2 separate regions of the Mus musculus genome follow, and region 2 is linked to region 1. A link is a contact called in public promoter capture Hi-C data. All regions are on one chromosome and are shown on one strand. The core of a region is the stretch at or near the end of the contact, and the rest is flanking DNA. Distances in the headings are between cores, read along the strand shown.

Region 1 (2,799 bases), core at 212-2,711:
ATTTCATGAAAAGAACAAGGAAAATTAAAAAAAAAAAAATCAAGAGCAGTTTAAAATACATCGGTGGAAATATCAAGTAGGGGTGGGGACTCGCTGTTGTAGGTACTACCTGGTGACATTCTGAAGTTTTGGGTTGGTGGAAGATAGGAGTCGATGAGGCTAATATAGCAAACGGTTTCTCCTGACAGTCACAAGGGGGCTAGGTTTGACAGTCACAGGGGGGCTAGGTTTGACTGACAGTCACAGGGGAGCTAGGTTTGACACAGAGGCAGGAACAGAATGATTAATAGGGGGCGCTAATGATAGCCCAAGACAAACCATTATTACACTCTAGACTTGCAACATTCCAACCTTCCCACAGTGGCTGCAGTTCTGATGAGCTAAGCAGCCTTGTGGAAGACTCAACGGGAGGTGGGGGTTCCTTCCAGAACATTCCTTCACAGATCCTTTCCTACGGTACCGACTTTGGACCTGTAGTCCTGGAAATCTCTGCTGATTTTCCATAGCTGTTTCCCCGCCCCCCTCCCCACCCCCTGTTTATCAGCTAGTAGCTTAAATGGCATTTCCTCAGAGAGGTCTTCATGACAGCTCTTTTTTTGTTTTTGTTTTTGTTTTTGTTTTTGTTTTGTTTTGTTTTGTTTTTGTTTTTCGAGACAGCGTTTCTCTGTGTAGCCCTGGCTGTCCTGGAACTCACTCCATAGACCAGGCTGGCCTCGAACTCAGAAATCCACCTGCCTCTGCCTCCCGAGTGCTGGGATTAAAGGCGTGCGCCACCACGCCTGGCTTCATGGTGGCCACTAATTGGCTCCTCCCTCTGTCCATCACTTTGTTATCTGACCCGATTTCTTATTTTTCTATATAACCTTTCCTGCGGATTCAGACATTCACATTAAAAAGATCTTTACTGGGAGGCAGAGGTGGGCGGATTTCTGAGTTCGAGGCCAGCCTGGTCTACAGAGTGAGTTCCAGGACAGCCAGGGCTACACAGAGAAACCCTGTCTCGAACCCCCCCCCCCCCCAAAAAAATCTTTACCTCTGTTTTATTGGAATGTTAGTTTTAAGAAGGCAGAGATGGTTAATTGGGTGTGGTGTGTGTAGATCTGAAGGGTAACATCAGGTTGGGCTGGCTCCGCAGAAAAGAATGCTTGCTGCGAAGCCTGGTGACTTGAGAGTTCGATCCCTGAGACCCACTTGGTGGAAGGCAAGAACTGAATCCTCCAATTTGTTCTGTGACCTACACACACACACACACACACACACACGCACGCACTAAATAAATAAATAAATGCAATAAAAACCGCTACATTAAAAAACGCGACCTTTTGCAATATGTATATAGCAGCCATTTAAAGCATGGCTTGCTTGGTACAAAGGTGCCAAAAACAAGGGATGTCGAAGCAGAGGGGCGTGGCTGCCCGGAACCTACAAGACGCGCTCCCGGAAGTCTCCAGGCCGACTACGGACACTTCCGGCGGATGGACAGTCCGTCCCCATTCTGGCAGCCCCTGGGTGCCGCGTCGGCCTGGGCGCGTCAAGCATGGACGACCACAACCTGGAGGAGTTCCGCCGGCACTGGCAGGAGGAGTTGGCGCAGTCACAGGCGCTGAGGCGACGGCGGCGGCTCGAGGCTGGGGAGCGGCGGTCGCCGCGAAGGCCCGAGGCGGGAGCGCGAGGCGAGCCGGCCTCGGGCTACCTGGGGCTGGCGCAGGGGCTGCTGGAGGGCGCGGGCCGACCCCCGGCGCCCAGGCCTGGCCGGGGAGGCGACAGGAAGGATACGTCCAGCCGATCGCGCTCACCCCCAGACCGCGACGCCACGGAGCCCGAGCCGCTGGTGGATCAGCTCATCCGCGACTTGGTGAGTGGCCGGGGACAAGATGTCTCTCCCTGTGGGCCCACCATCTATGGTGGGGAAAGTCGCGGACGCGGGCACAGCGGGAACCCTGAACACCCAGATGTCCCTGGAACGAGTGGTTCTCCTTCAGCAGCTTTGCCTGTAAACATCTTGAGGTGTTGACAGTAGGTGTGTGCGCATTCTTGGGTTTGTAAGAAGGTTGAGGAATGTTCGCAAACATCCAGGACACCCTTCCCCCCCCCCCCCCCCCGGCTAAAAAGAATCCGCCCATAAAGGACTACGTGTGAGTTGGAGAAATACTATTCTAGAAACGTCCCAAACCATGGAAGAAAGGTTGACTTCGGAGAGGAAGGTCAAGAAAAAGCAGAGGACGGAATTAATGTTCTTTTTTTTTTCTCTGTATTTTTTTATTTTCCTAACGTAACGTGTTATCTAAATTAAAAAAATAAACCATAAATCAGAAGAAACGAAAGGACTACGGCGAAGAAGAAACCTTTGGTCAGTATTTTTAGGAGGCTCTTAGCCTTTGGAGGGCATGTGTCCCTCGGAGAATCAGGAACCTCTTTCTCCGGCCTCATTGACCAAGTCGGGAGAATCAAATCAAGACCCCTCCTGACAAGATCCATGGCTCCCAGGTTAAGAGTTAGGTCAGAAGAGAAGGCTTTAATGGTTTCACTCAAACCAGGTTCAAAGAAAATTTCTACAGCCCAGTGGGGGGGATACTTGTCTGTAAGTGAAAGTTGTTTAGAGAAATGATGGGAAAGGGCTGGAGAGATGGCTCAGTAGCTAAGAGCGCAACAGGCTTTTCAGGAGTTGGGTTTCTAGTACCCGTGCCAGGTGGCTTACGACCTCTTGTAACTGTAGTTTAGGATATTTAATGGGTCTGGCTTCCATGGGCACTTGCACACACAATTACTCTCCCTGCAGACACGTAATTTTTAAAAAAT
Region 2 (2,799 bases), core at 220-2,719, 2.4 Mb before region 1:
ACTGGGCGTGGTGGCGCACACCTTTGATCCTAGCACTCTGGAGGCAGAGGCTGGCGGATTTCTGAGTTCGAGGCCAGCCTGGCCTATAAAGCGAGTTCCAGGACAGCCAGGGTTATACAGAGAAACCCTGTCTCGAAAAACAAGAACAAACAAACAAAAGACCTTCATCCTAGCTGCCTGGAAGTCAGTCTTCCGCTAGCAGCCTTCAGATGAAGATGTAGAATTCTCAGTTCGTCCTGCACCATGCCTGCCTGGATGCTGCCATGCTCCCACCTTGATGATAATGGACTGAACCTCTGAACCTGTGAGCCAGCCCCAAATAAATGTTGTCCTTACAAGAGTTGCCTTGGTCAAGGTGTAAAGCGAGCAGTCAAAACCTAACTAAGACACACACTAAGCACTCAATAAGCCCATGTTAAATATGTGAATTATTCGTTGTATGAGCCAAGAGAATGTCCTAGGAAATGCTTAGACAGAGGGAGTTAGGGTAGAATAAGTCGTGGCGGGGATCACTGCAATTAGCCTGGCAGTCACAGCACACACACGTTGTGAACATACCTTGTGCACTCACATACACGTAGGCACCCACAGATACATATAAAGTAAAAATAAATAAAGCTTTACGTTATTTTAAAAGAGCGTGTACGGCTTTTTGAAAGGACTAGAGTTTAGTCCCCTGCACCTATGACAGGTGGCTCACAACTGCCCACCCGTAATTAATTTTAGCTCCAGAGGATCCAAAACCCTTTGTCTGTATTCACATTCACATACCCCACCAACGCAGACATAGTGATAATAATATTAATAATGATAATAAAACTTTAACAATTAAAGGGGAAAAAACCTAATTAGACCAAGGGTGGTGGCACATGCTTTTAATCCCAGTACTCAAAGGCAAAGACTGGTGGATCTCTGTGAGTCTGAGGCTAGCCTGGTCTACAGAGTGAGTTCGAGACTACATAGTGAGACCTTGTTCCAAAATCAAAACAAACAACAAATCCTTATTTTAAGCATACACTGAAGGGGGTCACGCACCCAGCAAGCTGACCTCTGAACATAGTGCGGACAGTGGGCACCAAAACAAACCAACCCATCCAATTACTTGAACTAAGTTCACTCGATGTGAACTTCACAAATGGTATCAGTAAGAGATGAGGAGAGGGACTATGAAATGGCAGGTGGACCAGACAGGAAGCAAGACTATCAGAAGAGGATACTTGATGGTGCTTGCAGGAGGCCTAGAGGAGGACAGGATGGAGGTTGGGCAAGGGAGTGAGGACCTGGAGCTGGACGGGATGGCAAGTGGGGCGCGGACGCCTGGAGGGGAGAAATCACTGGACGGCGTGCCTACTAGGTGCACACAGCCTGCAGCCTGGGGCTTCCCCGCTGTCACTCACCAGCTCCTCAAGATGCAAGTTTCTTGGCCCACAGTTAAGCAACTCGGCGGCCCTTATGTTGCTAGGTTACGAGCCACTCTTAGAAGGCGGGACTTTGAGTTTGACTGACATTCTTTTTCACCATTTAACTTCGAATCGGGTTGCGTTGGCTCCGCCTCCTGAAAGATGGCCAATCAAAATCCCCGCCTCTCTGACGTTTCGCCAATGGAAAGACGCAGGATTCCTGTTGGTTGCGCGAGTGAGGCGGGGGTGGGGGTGGGGTGGGGAGGAAAGGGGTGTTGCTTCCTCGCCCCGCCCTCCCTTTGGGAGGAGGGCTGTGAGAACGCTGAGTGACGTGTAGTCTACCCTGTCAAATTTCATTGCGACCCCTCTGATGGCCAGTAGGCTGTGGCCTAGGGCCGTGGGCGGGGCTTTCGGGGCTGAGTGACAGGAGTCGGCGGATGCGAAGGCTGGCGCAGCTGCCGCTGTGGCAGCGGTGAGGCGGCGGTGGCGGCTGCTGAGGCTCCGCGCTGGGGATATTGGCGGCGGCAACTGCGGGCTGAGCTACGCTGTGCAGACCCAGTGCACAGTGCGGGATCCCGGGACGGCGCGTGTAAGGATCCGAGGGGTGCGCGATCTTGGCCCGAGGGCAAGGGTCAGGGGTCAGAAGGTGCAGAGAAGGGGCTGGGGCTGAGTGCTCCAGAAGCCCGAGGCGGGGCCCTGGGAGGTGGCCGGCATGCTCTCTCCTTGCGGATCCCCTTCTCTCTGCACCCCTTTTCTTTGGCCTGACTTCCTGGGGCGACCCGGATCGCGATGGGGATCGTGGGGAGCTAGAGCCCCCGAGCGACCCTTCCTCCCTGCTCACCTCCCTGCTGTGTCCTCTTGTGACCTGGCCGGGGACTCCTGCCTGGGTCAGTCTGCCTCAGGGGACAGATCGCAGGATGGCAGCTAGCTATCTGATTCCGGGACCTTCTTCCAGGGGTGACCTTACCCCAGGGGTGACTCGCTGGGTCTCCGCTAGAGAGAGAACCAAGGTCTGCCAAAGGGCTGGACCTTAGGAGCTCCGAGTCTGCTGTGTGACCTTGGACAGTTTACTTACCCTCTCTGGGCCCCGTTTCTTTCTCTTTGAAAAGTCATAGGCTCTTCAGGAGGCAAAGGCAGGAGAATGGCAACTTCAAAGCTTCAAAGCTCCATAGGGATATCCCTACCACCAAAGACAAAAAACAAGAAAGCGGTTGGTGGATTTCGCCTAAGTGGAGTGCAGTTTCTAGGAATAGTTGGTGGGGCTGCGCTGAAGTGGGCAGTGTCCCCTGCGTTCCATGACTACTTGTGGCTCTTTACTTGGGAGAGGCCACGCTAAGCTGCCTCATGTATCAAGTGGGCGCTAACCAACTGAGGGCAGAGCCGTTGAGTCGGAGCCAGG

The links. Promoter capture Hi-C pulls out the DNA fragments that hold promoters and counts their contacts.
Region 2: a promoter capture Hi-C map of cranial neural crest shows a contact between it and region 1. The contact joins the promoter of Iqcd here to the promoter of Fbxw8 in region 1. A contact is called at or near these places in 4 of 39 promoter capture datasets (the 3T3-L1 cell line, cranial neural crest, hippocampal neurons and 1 more).

The regions. Positions count from the first base shown.
Region 1 is chr5:118,154,120-118,156,918 of GRCm38.p6, reverse strand. Fbxw8 (F-box and WD-40 domain protein 8) reads left to right here and starts at 1,461. Exons shown (of 11, transcript NM_172721.2): 1 at 1,461-1,855. The coding sequence starts at 1,538.
Region 2 is chr5:120,587,693-120,590,491 of GRCm38.p6, reverse strand. Iqcd (IQ motif containing D) reads right to left here and starts at 1,469. Exons shown (of 5, transcript NM_029408.2): 1 at 1,398-1,469. Tpcn1 (two pore channel 1) reads left to right here and starts at 1,879. Exons shown (of 28, transcript NM_145853.2): 1 at 1,879-1,989.